Linked DNA regions of Mus musculus: all the other regions are linked to region 2. A link is a contact called in public HiChIP or PLAC-seq and promoter capture Hi-C data. All regions are on one chromosome and are shown on one strand. Each heading gives the region's core, a stretch centred on a gene start, on an enhancer-like site or on the middle of the called end of the contact. The rest is flanking DNA. Distances are from core to core; before and after follow the strand shown. Region 1 overlaps Ncoa7 (nuclear receptor coactivator 7). Region 2 holds the start of Trmt11 (tRNA methyltransferase 11). Region 3 overlaps Ncoa7 (nuclear receptor coactivator 7).

What was found. Promoter capture Hi-C pulls out the DNA fragments that hold promoters and counts their contacts. HiChIP or PLAC-seq counts read pairs in DNA pulled down with a chosen protein or histone mark.
Region 1: an H3K27ac HiChIP or PLAC-seq map of bone marrow-derived dendritic cells shows a contact between it and region 2, with 5 times the contacts expected there. The contact joins the enhancer-like site here to the promoter of Trmt11 in region 2. A contact is called at or near these places in 2 of 39 promoter capture datasets (the C10 cell line and hematopoietic stem and progenitor cells), 2 of 115 datasets of contacts at active chromatin or transcription factors (bone marrow-derived dendritic cells and forebrain) and 2 of 9 other capture datasets (adipose tissue and liver).
Region 3: a contact with region 2 is called in a promoter capture Hi-C map of fetal liver, with 3 times the contacts expected there. The contact joins the enhancer-like site here to the promoter of Trmt11 in region 2. A contact is called at or near these places in 3 of 39 promoter capture datasets (the C10 cell line, the HPC-7 cell line, HPC-7-derived erythroid cells and 1 more), 3 of 115 datasets of contacts at active chromatin or transcription factors (bone marrow-derived macrophages, embryonic stem cells and neural tube) and 3 of 9 other capture datasets (adipose tissue, liver and pancreatic islet).

The regions. Positions count from the first base shown.
Region 1 is chr10:30,785,748-30,789,446 of GRCm38.p6, reverse strand. All of the region lies in intron 1 of Ncoa7 (nuclear receptor coactivator 7), which reads left to right. Among named protein-coding and RNA genes, the nearest start is that of Ncoa7, 16 kb to the left of the region's middle. Within about 2 kb of position 1,521, at least 26 of the 459 cell types and tissues checked have an H3K27ac peak or open chromatin away from gene starts, as enhancers often do. A contact at or near this core is called in bone marrow-derived dendritic cells, where this site is marked.
Region 2 is chr10:30,598,812-30,602,063 of GRCm38.p6, reverse strand. It overlaps Trmt11 (tRNA methyltransferase 11), which reads left to right and starts at 1,364. Exons shown (of 13, transcript NM_028604.3): 1 at 1,364-1,474. The coding sequence starts at 1,403.
Region 3 is chr10:30,753,424-30,757,239 of GRCm38.p6, reverse strand. The region is part of intron 2 of Ncoa7 (nuclear receptor coactivator 7); the gene reads left to right. Among named protein-coding and RNA genes, the nearest start is that of Ncoa7, 48 kb to the left of the region's middle. Within about 2 kb of position 1,984, at least 62 of the 459 cell types and tissues checked have an H3K27ac peak or open chromatin away from gene starts, as enhancers often do. A contact at or near this core is called in the HPC-7 cell line, adipose tissue, bone marrow-derived macrophages and 1 more, where this site is marked.

The DNA of each region.
Region 1 (3,699 bases), core at 272-2,771, 190 kb before region 2:
TTGCCTGCTTTTTCTTACTGAAGCTCTCAGGGATTGCACCCTACATTACCTTATAGCCTTCAAGTTTGTTTTTAGCACAGTGTTACTCAAATACACATAGAGCACAAGAACATAGGATGGTACTCTGCTCTGTGGCTGATGTTCTCAGGAGTGATTGATGAGTTGTGGGTTTGTTCATCCACTTTGTACATGCTTCTTATTTTCAAGATTAGAATATTATGTCTTTTGGTTCTCTTAGTATTAGGTTATTGGCTTGAAAATCTTATCTAGATTTTCCTTCCCCAGATCTAAAATCTGAACTGTTCAGTTGCAGAGGATGGTATAGTTGGCAGTGTACTTACAATAGGGGTGTAGTAATTACTAACAAATCCTAGCTGTTATCCATAAAACATTGCTTGTTTGATATAGATAGTTTAACACACTTATCAGAGGATGTATTTAAAGTTTATACATTTATTAGAAGTTAGTAGTTCTCACATTTTCTGGAAAGGATGAAAACCCCAGAAAGTGTTTTATTTAACTGCTCTTATAGTCTCAACCAGCGGTTCTAAAATAGGACTCACACACCTTACCAGCTGTAAGAAGAGAAATTTAGAATGGCTATATCATCTTTGATTTCTGTTTTATATATCACATAAGGGGTATATAATGAACAAGACATGGGTTTTGTTGTCACTGCCATGTGCTGAAAAATAGGATTTTAAACTCAGATACTTCTGCTGATGTGGAATATGCTTAAGTACAGATCTGAATAGTGACAGTCACTACTGTTCTATTACCTACGGTTGGTTTCTGTTGTTTAACAATAAGTTAAAATCTATTTGAGGCTGGAGAGATGGCTCAGTGGTTAAGAGTGCTTGCTGTTCTTACAGATAACCTATGTAGGGTTCCTAGCAGCCAAGTCAGGCTTCTCATGAACACTTCTAACTACAGTTCCAAGTGATCCAACACTGTATACTGGCCTCAGGTGCCTGTCTCACTTATACATACCCCCTCACACACACACACACACACACACACACACACACACACACACACACCACTAGGTAATTTAAAAAAAAATTAAATTCCATGTCCAGTCCCAGCTAGGAGTTGTGGTGCATGTTCCTGTGTGTCTTACTTTTCCATTGCAGTGAAGAGACAAACAACTTATAAAAGAGTTTATTGGTGCTTATTATCATCATGGTGGGTAGCACAGCAGCAGGCATGGTGCTAGAGCAGTAGCTGAGAGCTTGCAACCTGATCCACAGGCATGAGGCAGAGAGATAAGTAGGAATTACATTTACTTTTGAAACCTCAAAGCCCACCCCAGTGACACACCTCCTCCACTGGGGCCCCACCCCTAATCCTTCCCAGACAGTTTGATCAAGTGGGACCAAGCCTTCAAATATGTGAACCAATGGGGGCATACTACCCCATTGTGTAAACCTGTCTTTTACTGCACAGCATTGGAAACAGTCTATGCCATTTTGGGATTCACAGTCTGGTTAAAAAGTGTATAGAAGAAGGAAGTAGAAAATGCCATGTCATGCAAGGATGCACTAGGAAACTGGCAGTGTGATTTTGTTCATTGAAAATTGTTAAAGTATGATGTGTAGGGCATAATACAGAGTCACATATTCTACGGCTACATTAAACTCTTATCTCGAAATAGTTTCTTGATAAGCATGTGAGTTTTCATGCTCTTATCTCCCGATTACTGGTGTTAACTGGATGAATGTTTGTTGTTACTCAGTATAGTATTTGCCAGTTCCCTAAATGGCATTCTTATAATTCCTTTAAATGATGAGAGACAACAGCATAGTAGTCCTGATGGGAAAGTAAAGTTTTGCGACAGCATGCCTTTGAAACAGTGATAATATAGAGAAGTAATTTAAAATCAGCATATTTTCATGTTAGGTTTGTAATGACAATGTACTATAAATAGGGTGGCTTAAAACAACAAACATAGGGGCTGGAGAGATGACTCAGTGGTTAAGAGTGCTTGTTGCTCTTGCAGAGAACCCAAGTCAAATCCCAATACCCAGATGGAGGCTCAAACCTATAACTGAAGATCTCGGAGCTCTGACAGCCTCTTCTGGCCTTTAAGAACACAGAGAACATGGTACACATGCATACATGTAGGCAAAGTACTTAGTATACATAAAATACAATATTTACAAAACAGAAAAATGTATTTACTTACAGTTCTGAAAGCACATTTCCTCCAATCTGCCCATCAGCAAGGACGCATCCCCTCTGACACCTGTAGAGAAATTCCTCTTTGCTGCTTCTACTTCTGGTCACTTGCCCTTCCTTAGCTTGTAGTAGTATCACTCTAAGCTCAGGCCCTGTCTTTACCTAGCATCTTCTTCCTGTGTTTTAATGCATAGTCATTTATAAAGAAGCCATTGTATTGGTCAGGGCTCCACACACTGAAGAGTGACCAAATCTTAACTAGTTGTGGTTTTGGTGACCTACCTTCCAAATAAAGCCCCTGTATGATGGACTGAAGATTGTGAGTTAAGGCTGTGGTTTTATGGTGATTCTATTCAAGTCAGAACACCGAAGAATATATAAGTCTTTGGACAAATGTCTCAAGACTACATAAGGTGTTAACTGATGTCCTCTCAGTGAATATTCAAAAGCCATGTAAATTGGGTGTGGGACAACTGGAAGAAAAGAATGATCCTTGGGTGTTTTGTCATTTGGCTACTTCTCTTTGTGACTACTAGTTTCTCAGGGATGGCTGGAGATCTATATAAACACAGTTACATTTTGTGTGATTTGTGGTCTTTCTGATGAAACTCCATATGTGGGTCAGGATGTTACTGAAGACAAACTGGGGTTTGGGTTTTGAAACTGCCTCACAACAGCTTCCAAACCTCGATGGCTTTAGATTCACAAGCATTTATGTCACAATGACCAGGCTGCAGGTTGACTGCGGTTTGGCTGCTCTCTGCTGAGCTTGGCAGTGCTGAGGGCCAGATCTGTTCTCCATGTCATAAAGCTGATGAAGGAACATCAGGTACCCAAAGCTGGTTCATTAGGTAGAGAGCCGCAACTCACCAGACTTGGTGCTCTGGGTCAGAATAAGTAACTTTATTAGTACTCACAGTCTATTCTGCTGCTCAGACATCACGTGACAAACTTAGTGGGTAACAGCTGGTTATTGTTGGTTGTCAGTGCAGCAAAATCCGTAACTGTCTGGGAAGCCTCAGTGGGGGATTAGGTTGTCCTGTGAGTTAATTGAGTTAGGAAGACACACCCTGAATGTGGGAAGCACCCTTTTAAGCATGGGGCACTGGACTGAATGAAAAGAAGGAGCAGTTTCTGCTCATGACCATGGATGCAGTATAGTCAGTTGCCTACTGACACTGACTTCTCAGAAATAGACCATGACTTGGAACTGTGAGTCCAAACAAACTGCTTCTCCCTTAAGTTTCTTGTGTCAGAATGTCTTATCAAAGTAACAGAAAGAAGGAAAGAAAGAAAGAAAGAAAGAAAGAAAGAAAGAAAGGAAGGAAGGAAGGAAGGAAGAAAGAAAGAAGAAAGAAAGAAAGAAAGAAAGAAAGAAAGAAAGAAAGAAAGAAAGAAAGGAAAGAAAGGAAAGAAAGAAAGAAGAATAGGGAGGGAGGGAGGGAGGGAGGGAGGGAAGGAAGGAAGGAAGGAAGGAAGGAAGGAAGGAAGGAAGGAAGAAAGAAAGGACCCTGTACTATT
Region 2 (3,252 bases), core at 115-2,614:
ATAGATCCAACAGAAAGTCCTTGTAGCTGGTTTGTAGGTACTACACTAGAGAGTGGGAATGCTGGGAAGTCAACGTCTATCCATCTCCTTGGCCCATCTCACTGCTGGGTAAAGCTTTTCAGGTGTATCCTGTTAGGGTAGGAGTGCCCATAGCCAGGTGAGTGAGTCCTCATCGATTCTCTAGAAGGAAACCCAATAAACTCATTGCTCATTGGAGTGAACTTTGGTGATAATGTGCCTTGTTTTGTTCTTGGGATTTTGGTAGACATGGTTGCTGTTGCTTACATTGTCCTCAGTGAAAGGATTTTTAACAACACTAACAAAGGCAAATCTCTCTTTAAAAAAAAAAAGCAGAAATTCTCATTTAAAACAACAAAAAACATTTCCCAATGCTATTTATTGGTCCCATGCAATAGAGTATACGTTGAAGTTTGAATATTGTAACACCTAGTACTTATAGCTATTATCTGTAGGATGCAATACTCCAGTTCTTAAAAGAATATTGAAGCTCACAGATGTTACAAAATTCGCTGAGAGCATAGGGATAATAAATGGAACTGAGGTTTGGGTAACAAGGGTCACCACTGTCTGTGTGCTGGCTGTCTTGATCACTACCAATAAGCATCAACTATATTTCTGGCACAGGATACTTGTATATGCTGTGCATTACCAAGGTGGAACACAAAACCCAAAAATACAGGCCTCAGCAGTACAAAGGGTTCAGTACTTTGAGCAGAAATGATACTTGTCGAGCTTATGTATAGGTAGCCATGTCTCTTGCAAACTGTTATGGTATTAGGCCCATCTGAGTAATTAGGGTAACTTTCACCAATGTTTTTAATCTACCACTGGCTGTGGATTTACTGTGTGCCTGGAACAACATAGCATAATTACGGAGTGCAAGTCTGAGGAAGGCTTTTGTTTGTTTGTTTGTTTCCATACAGAGCAACCCGAGATGGGTCCTTGACAGCTCTTGAAAAATTTTTGCAAAATCACTAAAAGTACACTCAGTGTTCAAGCAGGTGAGGCTGAATCTCGAACGATTAAGAGTCTACACTTAACAGTGAAGTTTTGGTCCAGTTTTGAGCTGAAGAACAGAGGGAGGAGTCAGAAGAACACTCCAAGTGGAGTATCCCTGGGGAACTGCGCGGGATCACTGCAGCCTGCCTCTTAAAACAATGCATCTCACAAGGGGAGCGTGCTAGGGTAGCCACAGACGGTGGGAACACCAGGATCTCACTCTTGCCCTTAGCGCCCCTTCCTAGAAAGTGCCACCCGCCAGTGTTCCTTGTCGTGCTTCCGTTTCCGGCTCCGGGATGAGGCTCGGCGGAAACTTGGCTCTAGGGAGGAGGAGGAGGGGGCGGGCCCGTGGAGGCCGCGCAGGCGCACGGTAGTAGCTGCAATGGCGCTGCCGGGCTCCTTGAATCGCTATCTCTTGCTCATGGCACAGGAGCATCTGGAGTTCCGCTTACCGGTGAGCCGTCCTGGGTGCTGGGCGCAGAGGCTCGCACTCCTCACGCGCCGGCTGGGGGGGGGGGGGGTCTCTGCGGGCAGCGGCGCGCGCCTGGATTGGGGCGGGGATGAGGCCGCTGGGCGGACCATGTCCCCGGCAGCCTTTCTCCAGGACGGAGCCTTGCCATTCACCCCTCTGCACGTGCTCCTGGCGCCGCAGTTAAGCAGGTGAACCTGACCCGACGCAGAATGGAGACATCCATGGGGGCTCTCGGTGGAGTGTGAGGAGTGTCGATATAGGTTCAGGCATGATGGAAGGCTTGGGGTGGAACTTAATAAAGTTGGGGAGGGGGAAGCTTTTTTATTTACTCAAGTGACATTTTCTACAGCGCCTGAAGTCGCGTGCACCGAACGGCAAGGATGCGCTGACTGACAGCTCTGCCCTTAAAGAGCGTAATGTTTACTTAGGCTCAGGACTAGCGGACGCGAGAGCATAGCCATAACTTTGTGAAGTGCAATGATGGAGGGTTCTTAGTGGGAACCTTTAAAGTATGGGGGCCTTTTAAAAAGGGAATCTTTGTCCATTGATGAATGAAGGATGTTGCCTTTCAAGGTGGGGGTGACATATGAGCTACAGTATTAGTTACCGGGGCCAAGGAAATAAGTCCATTAGAAGTATAAACTGTTGTTCGTTGCTCGTCACCAGCTACGTAGCAGAGTGGTAAAGAGAGAGAAGTAGGCTGATGGACCAGAGAAAACAGACTTGAGGACACTATAGCTTGGAAGAGGAATTAAACAGTTTAAAAGTAAAGAGGCAGAATTAGATTGTTTTTTAATAGAAAGTAAAATGAAGGAAGGACTCGAGAGCAATAAGACTGGAGTTAATAAGAATCTGTTGGAATATTAAATGATTAAGAAACTAATCTAGTGTCAGCAGTAAGAGAACAGGATAGAGTGGCAATGTAGGAGGTGAGAACAAATCTAGATTGTGATAAGCATTTCATTTTTCTGCGTAAGAAAACCTGGAAAGGATGAGATTTCTTCAACTTCATGTTTAAAGAGTGGTGAGACACTGGAACTGGAGAGTTGGCTCACTGGTTACGAACACTGCTCTTCCAGAGGACCTGAATTTGGCGCCCAGCAGCTGTGTCAGGATACTGCCTACAGCCATTGGTAACCCCAGCTCCAGGGGTGCCTACACTTCTGGCCTCCGTTGGCACAAGGCCTCCCTTACTTTTGTGAGTGTACCCACAGGTTTTAAAAAAAAAGTGCTAGGCCAAGTACAGATGCTTGGAAGCTTGGACATTAAAGGAAAACTGGCAGGAGACATGCAACATGTCAGACATAAGGACAGAGGTTTCCTCCTCCTTACGGGGATGAGTAGGAGTGAGTGTATGTGTTTTGTGGCTAAGATGGAGGTTCTGTCCCCACCTCTTACACATCTTTTCATTCTGGGATATCCATGCAATTTATTTTCACCATTCACCCCCAATTCTTGCTAAAACCAAACACCTTCTAGTACAAGAAACAACTTGATGCATACATACCCAAAGAGAACTAGAGGTGGCATTTGTTGCTCACATCTCCCATTGTTTGTGATTTGGAGTAGGAAGTGATGGTATCACTCCCTCCTGATGGCCATGGTCATGGTGTAAAGACCTTCTGGAAGGGAGGGAAGGAGAGTGTTGGCAACCAGCATCGGGGACACTTATCTTCTTAGTTACTTCCTCATAGGGCCAATGTGGAGGGATAGAGTTCACTTGCTATATCTTATTTAAGCAATTGGTCAGTGTGACAAAG
Region 3 (3,816 bases), core at 735-3,234, 150 kb before region 2:
AAAAAAAAAAAAAAGAAGATTTACTTTAAATCTTAAAATCTTAATGGTTAAGGTCTAAACTTGGTGTGAATGTTTTATCTGTGGCCCCGAAATCACTCTGTTTCTTTACTATGAACTGAGTATTTGTGCTGCTCCTCCTAGACTCCTAAACTAAGTGCTCGATTCCGCAGTATCAATAGGAGGGACCTCTTGTAAGTCATCAGGCTGTGTAATAGGGCTAAGGAGAGTACAGGACAAGAAAGTGCCCATCCATCAACCAGGAAGAGGGCCCTCTGCAGGAGTCAAATTGATCAGCACCTAGACTTTAGTCAGTCATATGAAGGAATAGTTTAAGCAGCACAGTCTAGAGTACTTTTGTTGCAAGCGGCAAATATCATGGAAGACACGTACACATCTGCCACTTTTCACTATTGCCGACACAGTGAGTTTCACTAAAGTAAAATTGGGGTGTGGACCGGAGCTTTGTGCTTCAGCTGAGGAACGTCATAGCTCCCACATGAAACTCAACCACTGATGATTTTAGCAAAAATCTCTTTTCCCCTCTTTTTTTTTTCTTCAAACTCCCTCCATACAATCCACACTAGCCTCAAACTTACCATCCTTCTGCCTCAGCTTTGTGTAAGCATCGGTCTTTCCACCATCCTCATGTCCTAAGTGCTGACTGTGGTCCAGCATCCTGGCTGATGTGGTCCAGACAACTCCCACTTGTGTCCTAGTTGTGATTTAGCATCAGTTGGCTCCCTCTTATCCCCACTGTTTTGATCTCTTCCCCTGATTTCTGTTTCTTAAACTTTGCTCCCTTTTCAAAACCTTACTATATTATATTCTTCAGCATGCTCTTGTTATAGCCTGTGATGTGTATATCACTCTGAAACTCATCCTGAGTTGGGGCCTTACCTCTTGAGGCTGTTCCAGTTTCTTTCTTCTTCTTAGTGGATCTTGAGGGTGTTATGGGCCTAAAGGACCATTCTAAACCTCTCTTGGGACCCTTGACACAGTCATTCTTGGAGTATATCCAGGAATGCTGTTCTTTTCTCTGCCTTGTTTGTAAAGTATTATTTAGTTAGTTCTTTTCAAGTTGCTTGGTTCCTTACAAAAGTCTAGCCCCATGTGCCATACTCATCAGTTGTGAGTGAGTTGTTTGCTATAAATAATAGTTTGTAGATTATTTACTATTTGACAGAGACTGATTTGCATTCTGTATAGCCTCATAATAACACAACGAAGTAGTTTCTGTTATCATCCTTATTGACAAAGGTGTTACACCTTAGATGTGGTATGCTACTAGCTCAAGGTCACATAACTGATTGGCTCTGGATGCAAGTCTCTCAGTCCTTTTATATGACCTCTCTACCACACTTGACTACTATGAATCCATGTTGATTTGCATTTTATAGAACCTTTTAAGTTCAAAGTACAAGGATTAGTAAGAATCACTAATTAAATGATAAAACAATTAAATGTATTTAAGTACTAGATTTGTATATTGTGATTTTTTTTTTCATTTAAAGGTTTACTTAAGAACTTTGGAACAAACTAGAGATGCTATGGTTTTGAAAGAATTGCCTGACACAGCAACAACAGAGTCTTCTGACCTTGTCTTTGTGTGGTTTGACAGCAATTCGCTTTTTGTTTATTTTGTCTGTGTATTCAGTGTAGGATCTTCCAGCTTAGTTGCGTCTGACATGAAAGTGCTGACAGTCTTTAGCTGTGGGGCACTTTTCCTTTGTTTATAGTTCAGTATAGAGATTACATGAACAAGATGATCATGGCTCACATTGAGGGGCCTTATCCGTATTTTACATTTCTATTATATAATGTTCCATCAGACATCTTCATGTCAGTAATAGTACTCTTTGATTACATTCTCTCCTCTTTTCTTTGCCCTTCCCCTCCCGTTAACTGCCTCTCCCGCACAGTTTCACTTCTCCATTTTTGTCCTTTGTTTGTGCATGACTTTATGGATAGATAAAGAGTGTGAGCCACAGATAAGAAATGTCTGGCAGAATTCATTTAGTGTGGTGTTCTCTGGTCTCTCCCTGTCCTTGGTGGTGCACTCTTGTTGAGCACACAGCAGCACTGGCTGCCTGCTTTCACTTTTTCCGTCTCACACCTAAATCAAAACTAAACTGGAATATGTAGCAGGCCAAGTTTAAGGAGACAGATTGGTCCATGATTTGCAAATTTGAAGATGGCAGCAACAGGAAGCACCCATCTCAGTGTTTTGGGGTGGGGTGGGGTGAGGGTGAGTTGAATGAGGAACTTTTATGTTTGTTCTGAAGCAAGGCAGCATCTAGTGTCTGCTGAGGGGAAGGGAAGGGTCTTTGCTCAATAAATTCTATTACTTGCATATGTAACTGATTTTATTTGCAGAAAAGTCATAGATGATTTGGAGTTAGGGAGATGGGGAATATGGCTTAATGGCTGTACAATGAGATAGGAAGTGTTTAGGTACAGAGAATGGTGACCTAGGTTGTTTAGATATGCAAAGCCCTCAGATGCATATGGATTATATAAATAAAAACTTCAAATGTCTCTAAGAGTTTTATTTATTAGAACACTTGGTAAGGTAGATGGACAAGTTGTAACCATTTGAATTTATGAGGTACTGAAAAACGATTTATTTGTGTCTTAAATATTTTCTAAACTAAAGAAAAACATTATGTCCACGAATCATTACTCTAGCTTTTGCAAACATAATTTGACAAGATACTTAAATACATTTAATCATATAGAATACATCTATAGTATGCGACAGAAATGAACCAAAATAGATCCCCTTTGGAACACAGGAAGTCTTTTACATCCAGTAGCAGCTGTGGATGACTTACCTCAGCTCTCATTCCCCTCATTTTCTGCACATGTGAGACTGCCTGGGTTGATTGTGACAACCACACAGAACATATACTTTATACTTTATAGCTACAGGGGGTTTGTTTTAGATGTTACATAACGTGTGATATGAGGCAGATGTACTGGGATGTTTCAGGGTAATTTCGTCAGCCGGAGAAACAGACTGCTGATGGAATTATTGTTTCCAGAAAGCAATTGAACAGATGCTGCTGGGGTCCCTGGTGAAAACAATCTCCATTTTAATGGCTCCATTTTCTCTCTCCTTCCTTCCTTCCTTCCTTCCTTCCTTCCTTCCTTCCTTCCTTTCTTTCTTTCTTTCTCTTTCTTTCTCTCTTTCTTTCTTTCTTTCTTTCTTTCTTTCTTTCTTTCTTTCTTCCTTTTTCTTCTTTTTTCTTTCTGTTTGTCTGTCTGTCTGTCTTTTAAGGGCAAATATTTCCTTTAACTCTGTTGACCCAACAATTTAAAATAGATAACAGGAGAATTTAATTTTTGTTTGTTTGCTTGTTTTGAGACAGGATCGCTCTACATAGCCCTGGCTGACCTGGAACTCACTATGTACACCAAGATAGCCCTGAACTCACAGATCACCTACCTATTCCTCCCAAGTGCTGGAACTAAGGGTGTGTGCCACCACCCCTGGCTGAGAATTGAAAATTTGAAAACCACAACAGCAGATATATATAACTTGGATACTTTTTCTTTCTAGATGTAGGTGTAATGGAGGGGGCAGGGGGAGTTACAGAGATAGCGCAGAGGTTACGAGCACTTGTTGCTCTCACTGCTCTAGCAGAAGATTCAGTTCCGTTCTCAGTGTCAGCTTGACTGCTTATAATCAAATGCAATTCCAGTTTCAGAGCATCCAGTACTCTCTTCTGATATGAGACTTGCACATGGTACACATTCATACATGCAAGCAAAAGACTCATGCATATAAAGGATAAACCTGAAAAAAGATTTAAAAGT